Regions from separate parts of the Oryctolagus cuniculus genome. Here region 2 is linked to region 1. A link is a contact called in public Hi-C data. All regions are on one chromosome and are shown on one strand. The core of a region is the stretch at or near the end of the contact, and the rest is flanking DNA. Distances in the headings are between cores, read along the strand shown.

What was found. Hi-C and Micro-C count contacts between places; a contact is called where the count stands out from the background.
Region 2: a contact with region 1 is called in a Hi-C map of an unstated tissue, with 2.0 times the contacts expected there. The contact joins the promoter of SYNE2 here to the enhancer-like site in region 1. A contact is called at or near these places in 2 of 6 Hi-C or Micro-C datasets (embryonic fibroblasts and an unstated tissue).

Annotation. Positions count from the first base shown.
Region 1 is chr20:6,489,830-6,494,605 of mOryCun1.1, reverse strand. All of the region lies in intron 19 of SYNE2 (spectrin repeat containing nuclear envelope protein 2), which reads left to right. Among named protein-coding and RNA genes, the nearest start is that of SYNE2, 130 kb to the left of the region's middle. Within about 2 kb of position 2,210, at least 1 of the 8 cell types and tissues checked has an H3K27ac peak or open chromatin away from gene starts, as enhancers often do.
Region 2 is chr20:6,621,715-6,626,283 of mOryCun1.1, reverse strand. It overlaps SYNE2 (spectrin repeat containing nuclear envelope protein 2), which reads left to right and starts at 1,577. Exons shown (of 114, transcript XM_051826406.2): 1 at 1,577-1,754.

The DNA.
Region 1 (4,776 bases), core at 961-3,460:
CGGATCAGCGCAGTGCGCCGGCCACAGCGGCCATTGGAGGGTGAACCAAAGGCAAAGGAAGACCTTTCTCTCTGTCTCTCTCTCTCACTGTCCACTCTGCCTGTCAAAAAAAAAAAAAAAAAAAATAGAGGAGTAGGTAGATCTCTATTGGATCAAGATACAAGCTCAAGATATGTTTAAAGTGAGAAATGCAGACTGTGGAGCAGTTAGGGCCATGTGGTCCTGTTTGTGTTTTTAAAAAGTTATGTTTTTATGATTTGTGTTTTTATATCTGTAAAATTATTTACAGATATGTAACTGAGTCTGTCTCTTGATTTGTGTTATACCCAGCTCAAAGAGCAGTTCATGGCGCATGGTAGACATACAATAAACCTTTTTATCTTTTATTTATTTATTTTTAAAGATTTAGTTACTTATTTGAAAAGCTGAGTTCTAGACAGAGAGAGGGAGAGGAGTCTTCCATCTGCTTGTTCATTCCCAGGTGGTCGCAACAGCCAGAGGTGGGCTGACCCGAAGCCAGGAGCCAGGAGCTTCTTCCGGGTCTCCCTCCTGGGTGCAGGGACCCAAACACCTGGGCCATCTTCTGCTGTTTTCCCAAATGTATTAGCAGGGAGATGGATCAGAAGTGGAGCAGCTGGGGCTCAAACCGGTGCCCATATGGGATGCCGGCACCACTGGTGGAGGCTTAACCCACTATGCCATAGCACTGGTCCCCAAAATAAACCTTTTTAATATCAATCTGTGAATGATTTATTAAATGACAACCAGTGGGGCTGTAGGGAAAAGGAGGGACTTTTTCTTTACAAGCTGCACTATTCTGTTCTTGTTTGAAGTCTTTTAATTGAGCTTTTTGTTCCTTTTGTAACTTCAAAAGAAAAAGCTGAAATTATAAACAGTGTGCTAATGTCAAAGAATGAAAATCACCAGAATTTCACTATTGTATGATTAAAAAGATCTGTAGGGGTACTTTCAAAAAGTTCATGGAAAATAGATATTATGAATTATGCATGATTTTTTAAAATTTTTGCACCAAAATAAGCTTATATTTAATTCTACTACCCATGAACTGTTGAGGTACCTGGACACACTTACACAGGTTTTATTGCACAGTATAATTTCTGTTTTATCATACTCATGCTACCCTTGAGTTTCAATTTTTCTTTTTACTAATTTGACAACTCATTTAGTTTTTAATCAACATTACATATAAGCTCTTATGTGATTCTTTGATTACATATGAAATTGAATTATCTTTTCTGTATTTATTAGACATGTATTTCTGTGAGTTAGCCATTATTGTATTTTCAGACTTTTCTTTGGACTCTTTTTTCTTTTTGATCTAAGCAAACTCTTTTTCAACTTTTAATTTTGACATACTTATCGACTTCTAGGACATTTGTAAAACTTCTGAAAGAACTCCCATACATTCTTGGCCCAGTTTCCTAAGTCTTCCCCTGTTCTGTGTGAGTGTGCATACACACGTGAGCCTACACATAGGCAAACTTTTTTCTAAATTGTTGCAGTCAGTTGCAGATATGATGCCCTTTACCCCAAAAATATTTCACCATGCCTTTCCTAAAAGTAGACATTCTGTTACTATCTAATTACCAAAATCAGAAGAGCAACAATGTTAAAATCATCTAATCTGAGACTTACTCAGAATTCGCTACTTGTCCCAGTAATGTCACTTTATAGCAAAAGAAAATCCAAATCATGCACTGTGCTCATTTGTTATACCTGGCTGGTCTGCTTCAGTCTGGACAACTCCTCAGTACTTTTATTTTTTTTTTATGTTGACCTTTGGAGAGGTTTGGCCCTGCTGTTGTGTAGCCTCTCCCTCTATCTGCGTCTGTCTGGTGTTTCCTCTTGATTAGATTCAGATTTGCACTTGTGGCGGGAGTGGCCCCACAGTGCCATTTCCTTCTCAACACATCACATCCGTGGACACGTGATGCTCATTTGTCCCTGACTTCAGGGATCTGAGAATCCCACCAGTGAGGGCGTGGTGGTGCCCAGAGGTACTTGGCACTCACAGCGGGGCCTTGGGCACTTTCTGTTGAATGTGAGCTATTTCCCAGAACTTCAGCACCAGGCAAGGCCACGCTGTGGCCTTGGGATGGGCCCATTCTGTTATCGGGTCAGGAACATGTTCCTTATCGCACAAATGGCCAAGCCCGCCTCCCTCCTGGCTGCTGTGACGGCCCCTGCTTCCTCCCCAGCTCTAGCCTCAGCCCAGTCCTTCTGCCTTCTGCCCAAGATGGAGTGAGAGCCTCGAAGGTAGACTTAATCTCACTTCCTGACGGTATACAGCACAGAAGCACGTCCTTGAACCTCTCCCCAGATCACCGAGCTCAGGCCCGCATTCTCCCTCGAGTCCTGCATGGTGCGTGTTCTCTCTCACGTGGCCCTTGATCAACCCAGCTTGTTCAGCCACAGGTGTGACACTTGACGCTGGTGGCAGTATGCTGGTCAGTTGGTTGATTAATGGGTTTGTCTGGCAGGTGTATGCATTATAAAGTTACTGTTTTCCATTTGTAATTAATATGTACCTGTAGGCAATGCTTTGCAGCTGTGTAACTATCCTGTTCCTCCTGTAACTTTCTCTTTTTTAAGAAAGATTTATTTATTTATTTATTTGAAAGGCAAAGTTACAGAGAGGCAGAGGCAGAGAGAGAGAGAGTTCTACCATTGGCTGGTTTACTCCCCTGATGGCTGTAACGGAGCTGAGCTGATCCGAAGCCAGGAGCCAGGAGCTTCTTCTGGGTCTCCCACATGGGTACAGGGACCCAAAAACTTGGGCCATCTTCTACTGCTTTCCCAGGCCATAGCAGAGAGCTGGATTGGAAGTGGAGCAGCCGGGACTCGAACCAGCGTCCATATGGGATGCTGGCATTGCAGGTGGCTGCTTTACCCGCTACGCCACAGCGCCAGCCTTCCTATAACTCTCTACTGCTCACTTTTGCTTATTTATTTTTCTAAGTTTGGTTTGCTAGAACTTCTTAATTATGTTTTTTTATTTCATGGATGGTAATTGCACGCCTAATTTTTCTGGGGTGCTGTGTGACATTTCAGTACATACACAGCTGTAGTAAGATTGGATCAGGCTATTAGGCAAATCTATCACCTCAGACACTCATCATTTCTTTGTATGGGGACCATCCACAATCCTCTCTCCTAGCAGTTTTTGAAATACTGGATTACTTGTTGTTGACCGTGGTTTTCTTTCCATTGGAGGTCGTTCCTCCTATCCTACTGCACTCTTGAATCTGTTAACCATTCCTTCTCCACTCCTTCCTCCCCCACACCCTTCCCAGTCTCTCAGAACACTGTTCTGTTCTCTAATTCTTTGCGATCTACTTTTTAGCTTCCTCCTGCTGTGAGAATTTGTGGTATTTGATTCTGTGCCAGATTTATTTTACTGAACATAATGTTATCTAGTTCTGTATTGCCGTGAGGGACAGAATTCCATTCATTTTATGGCTGAACTGTATCCACACGTGCACACGTGTGTGTGTGTGTGTGACATGTTTTCCCTCCTCTCATCCATCAATGGACACCTCAACTGATTCCTGATCTTGGCTGTTGTGAATAGTGTAGCAATAATATGTGAGTGCTGATGTCCCTCTGGTATTCGGATGTTAATTTCTATGAATATATACTCGGCAGTAGAATTGCTAGATCATGCACTAGTTTCATGCTGGGTTTTGAGGAACCTGACTACTGTTTCCCATAATGTCATTGTGCTCATTCACATTCCCACCAGTGGTGTAGAGAGTTCCCCTTTCTGTGCATGCTTGCCAGCATTTGCTTGTGTGTGTGTGTGTGTGTGTGTGTGTGCGTGTATGTGTGTGTGTGATAATAGCCATTCTGAGATTTCATTGCATTTCCCTCCTCATTAGTGATGTGGAACATTGTTTTCAACAACTTGCTGGCCATTTGTATGTCATTTGTTGGATAAATACCTGTTCAAGCCAATTGTCCTTTTAAAAATTAGTTTGTACGTTTTTTGCTGTTTGGGTTCCACATAATTTCCAGAAAGGAATCTCTTATTGATGAGTAGGCTGCAAATATTTTCTCCTGGTCTGTAGGTGGTCTCTGCAATTGGTTTCCTTTGCTGTGCAGAGAATCTTTAGTTTGATGTGGTCCTATTTTTCCATTTTTATTTTGTGCCTGTGTTTTGGGGGTTATATCTAGAAAAATCTTTGCCCAGATTTATGTCTTGAAGTGGTTTTCCTACATTTTCTTCTACTAGTCTCATAGTTTTGAGTCTTAGATTTGAGTCTGATTCATTTTGAGTTGATTTTTTTTTAATGTGGTGAAATTAAGGGGTCTAGTTTCTTTCTTTTTTTAAGATTTATTTTATTTATTTGGAAGACAAAGTTACCGAGAGGGGTAGAGCCAGAGAGGGAGAGAGGTCTTCCATCTGCTGTCTCACTCCCCAAATGATTGCAATGGCTAGAGCTGAGCTGATCCAAAGCCAGGAGCCAGGAGCTTCTTCCAGGTCTCCCACACGGGTGCAGGGGCCCAAGGACTTGGGCCATCCTCCACTGCTTTCCCAGGCCACAGCAGAGAGCTGGATCGGAAGTGGAGCAGCCAGGACTTAAACCGGCGCCCATATGGGATGCCAGCACTGCAGGCCGGGAATTTAACCCACTGCACCACAGCACCAGCCCCAGGGTCTAGTTTCTTTATTCTGCATATTGATATCTAGTTTCCCCAGAATCAATCATTGAAGAAGCAGTTCTTTCTCCAGTGTATTTCCTTGCTGCCTTTGTT
Region 2 (4,569 bases), core at 328-2,827, 130 kb before region 1:
AATAAGAGTGTCAATTGTTAAATCAACAACAGGAGTTACTGTGCACTTGCTCCCCATGTAGGACCTCTGTCCTTAATGAGTTGTATTATGAGAATTAACGGCAAAACTAGTTTTCAAACAGTACTTTATACTTTGGGTGCAAACCGTTGAAATCTTTACTTAGAATAGAGTAGATCTTCTGTATATAAAGATAATTTAAAATGAATCTTAATGAAGAATGGGATGGGAGAGGGAGTAGGAGGTAGGATGGGAGTTGGGGTGGGAGGGCGGGTATGGGGGGAAAGAACCACCAATCCAAAAGCTGTACCTATGAAGCTTATATTTATTAAATAAAAGCTTTCTTAAAAAAATAAAAGATGCCCCAGACCCAGAAGGCTCTTGTTGCTTTATGGAGCTTTGTTGTGACTCAAGCCCTTATTCATCAATAATGCGAGCCTTGGCAGTGTGAGAAGGGAAGTGACATTATCAGAACGATGGTCTAGGCGTAGGAGGAATGGCATGCAGCTTGCTCCTGCTGCTTTGCGAAGGGCTGGACTACCAGCCGCCACGAACGCATTTCACACGACTCCCTGGAATCAGCCTGGCAGCCGCGGAAGCACACGTTTTTGAAATAACCGTCCCACAGTGTGGGTTCAAATCACAACTCAAATTTTCCACTAACAGATGCTGATGGAGGATGCGCTATCCAGCCTCTCATCTCGCTGCTCACCGTTTAGTTTGGGTCACTTTCAGCCAAGGCAAGAGCCTGAAGCTACACGAAATACACGGATTCGGACTCACAGGAAGTTAAATTTGATTGCGTAGGGCAACACTTGACAAGTCCCCGCTTCTTTGTGTAGTAGCAGTGAGGTATGCACCTTCGCTTCAGGAATCCCGAGCGCTTTAGGAACCGGCAGCAGCGGCGCCAGGGCTGAGGGGCAGTCAGTGACCTCAGCCCGAGTCCAGAGGGGCCGAGTAACTTGCTGGAAATCTAACTGCACCTGCCGGCGGATCCCCCGGGATCCAGGATCCGGCTCGTTCGCAGCCCTGGGAGATCGGCGTCCCGGGATCCAGGCCGGTTCCGCCCCTCGCCCCGGGGAGGGAGGGACCCGCAACCCTCATTGTTAGCCCGCGTCTCCGCCCCCCCCCCCCCGCCCCGGCAGGTGGCCGCGGGTCGGCACCGCGCGCGGAGAAACTCGGCCTCGGATTCTGAATCCACGCACCTCCCCGCAGAAGGGGCTCCCGGGGCTGCCGCGGCCCGGGGAGGGGGGTGGAGACCTGGCGGCAAATTCGCAGGTCCGCTCCAGACCCCGGAGTCCACGCACGGCCAAGTTCCTCGCCGCTACCGGCCGGAAAGGCCTTGGAGGGGAGAGGGTGTGGGCCCTTCGCCCCCAGCCCCGGGGAGACCGCTAGGCCGCCTCTCCCTGCCGCCACCTGCGATGTTCCCAAACCCGGAAAGAAAGTTGCCCGCCCCGGGCGGCGGGGCCTGCCGCGGGGGGCGGGCCGCTCCGCCCCGGCGCTGGCGGGCGCGCTCCACACTGGCCGCCGAGCGGCGAGCGCGGGACTGGGCGGCGGGCGGCGGGCGGGGCAGGCGCGGGGCGTGGTCAGCAGCTCTGAGCGCCGAGGAGCGGAGCGCGCCCGGAGCCCGCGGCCGGACTGCGAGAGCGAGCCGGGGCACGGGCGCCGAGGCGCGATCGAGCGAGCGGGGCGAGCGGGGGTGCCCACCGTGGACAGCTCGGGCCCGCGCCCTCGCCCTTCGGCCGAGCGGACGGCGGGTGAGCGCGGCCGCGGGGCCCCAGCACCCCCAGTGCGCCCCGGAGGGAGCGAGAGGGAGAGAGGAGGTCCCCGAGCCTGGGGGCGGGGGCGGCGGGTGCCCGGGACCGACCTGCCGCCCGGGTCCGAGCCAGGCCACCCGGGAAACTTTGCGCGGGTGGGGAGAGCCGGGTGCGTGGAAGGCGCCGCAAACTTGTCAGCGGGCGGGGCGCTTCGGGGATTGCAGCGAGCGCCAGCGGGTGGCGTTTGTCTCTCCGGCTTCTTTGTGTCACCTCCGGGTCCCTGCGCGCCGGTCCCCCAGGCTCGGGAAGGTGGCTGCACCCCGTCGCTCGGCCCCCGGGTGCCCCGGCCGCCCCCACCCCGGCGCCGGCCCAGGCCCGGGCGCTCGGGGCGCGGGGTGGGGTGGGGGAAGCGGTTGATTGTTTGCATCCTTCGGGTCACGCCTGGGCGGGAAAGATTTTGAACGCTCCCCGCGTGAGAAGGGACGCGGGGAGCCGCGGCGCACGGATTGCAGAATCGTGGGCGGCGCGCACGGGGGCTGCAGAGGGCGCGGGGCCCCCAGGGGCCCGGGCCCCGGAGGGGCAGCGCCGGGACGGCCGGGATTCTAATGCCATCTTGATTGTTTGGGGTCTTTGTTGTGTGCGGTTGCCGTGAGGGTCTGACGTTGGCCCCTTCTCCTCCCTGGGGGTGTTTTCCTGGCTGTTTTGTTTGCAGCCAGTGCGGCTGGAAGCCACGGTTGGGGAGGTTTGAGAGGTGCTGGGGGCGCCTCCTGTTTCCCAAAGTTGTGATTTCCCTGTTGGAAGAGGCGTCCGAGGCGGATGCCAGCGGGCACGGCTGCGTGCGAGCGCTGGCAAGTCGGGGCTAGGCCGGGACGCCCCAGCCGCGCCGCTGCACTGAGCTCTTTCTTTTATAAGTTTGATCGGATGCAACTTCTGTCTCTGTTCTCCAAGTTCCCCCAGCCCCGAAGGCCTCGCTCGCAGCTGTGCTGGCTGTGGCTATGCTGGGGCGGTTCCATCGTGGTTACTGGGGGCAGGAGGAAGGACTTGACCGTGCACCCCAGGCACCTGCCGTGGGAACAGCACGGTCTTCCGGGAGAGCGCGGGTTCGGCTCTCACGGGAATGCCGTACCTGCTGTGTCTATGTGTTTTAATGCATCATGTCTCTCGTTTTCTTTTTTGGAAAATTGTTGGGATTCCCAGAGGCTATTTCTGGAATAATGACGGACTAGCCTCAACCCAACCGGGCCACCCCCTCCCCTCCCACTTGGGGGGACCGTGGGAACAGGTGTAATCCTCATTGAGGTTTTTTGTGGTTCACCCTCTAGATTCAACCATGAGTGACAAGTGGAGATGTGTAAGTCTTGGTCCGCATGTTGGGGTTAAGGAGACTTTTATTCGAGTTGGAAATTCAAGCTCAAACCTGTTTGTAGCCTTGTGCATGCACGGTGTTTAAAAGGTGGTGTGGGTGTTTGTTTACCCATCAGACGTGTTGCTGACATTTCAGCCATCTGGGCTGGCTTGTGGGCTACTGCAGTGTGTTCTAAGAACCCAGCCACAAGGGGATTATTCTACTGTCCTCAGTAACCTAGGCTGAGAGTTTGATGTAAAATCCAAAAACCGAATCAGACCCATTTTCCTAAGTGAAGGCAAAGGGTGAAAGGCGATTTGTTCATTTGCCATTACTCTGCATATGTTGTCAATTCAGGTTTTCCATAATTTCACAAAAATTATTCCTTCGTTTCCTCCAGCAAGCTCCTACCATAGGCCAGCCACTCTGTTTGACTCTGGGTGTCTGGGTCGTAGTGGGTGCCGTTTATAGAACAGTAAACACCTTACATAGATTGTTTAGTTTATTTGTCGTTGTTTATTGAATACCTAACCGTGTACTGTGCTGGGTGCTGGGTTATAGGGTGCCCGAGGCAGCTGCCCTTATCTAAGGGGAAGAGAGGGAGAAAGTAGAGTTTCCTTTTAAAACCATCACAGTTTTTTCTTTTTCAATTTGAGAGGCAGAGAGCGAGTGAGCTCCCAGATACCAGTTCACACTCCCCAAATGCCCGCAGTGACCGTGGCTGGGTCCAGGCCTCCCATGTGGGTGACAGGGACCCAAGGACTTGAGCCATCACTGCTGCCTCCCAGGGCCTGCATTAGCAGGAGCCAGGACTTGAACCAGCCACTCTCGAATGTGGGATGCGGGTGTGTTAACTGTTCAGGCCCAACACGCACTTCGTGATTGCACCTTTGAAGACCACATCACATGAGTTTTCTGTGTGGCCTCTCCGGCTCCCTGTGAATGAAAGGCAGAGACCCAGTAAAGCCTCCTGTCTCAGCCGCTGCTGCACTCCCGACTCGCGCATCCACAGCCGGACTGGCTGCCTGTCTTGCTGCCCCAGGGCCCCTGGACTTCCTGTGCTGGGCCGCCCCGCCCGCCATCTCTGCTCCCTTCTCATCCTCTCCACCTCTTTACACCGTGCAGGGTTCTCACTGAGCCCTCGCTGGCCCACAGACAAAACCACAGCCCCCTAAGCAACTCCCATTCCTCCTTGTGTAACTTTATTATTATTATTTTTTTTTTCCATGCCAGGTAACATCTGTTGCTTGTCTGTTTCCCCCTACTAGATTGTACACCCCATCAGCGCTGTGTTGGGGCTGCAGAATGTGCCACAGTGCCTGGCACGTGGTAGGTAGGTTCTCAGGCACGTTGCTGAATGGACAATGAGCGGGGACCCGGGATGGAATGTGGAGACAGTGGGAGACAGCGATCTCCGCCCAGGTGGCGCCGGGACTGACACTTGGAAGCTTGGAAGGAGCTGGCTTTCTG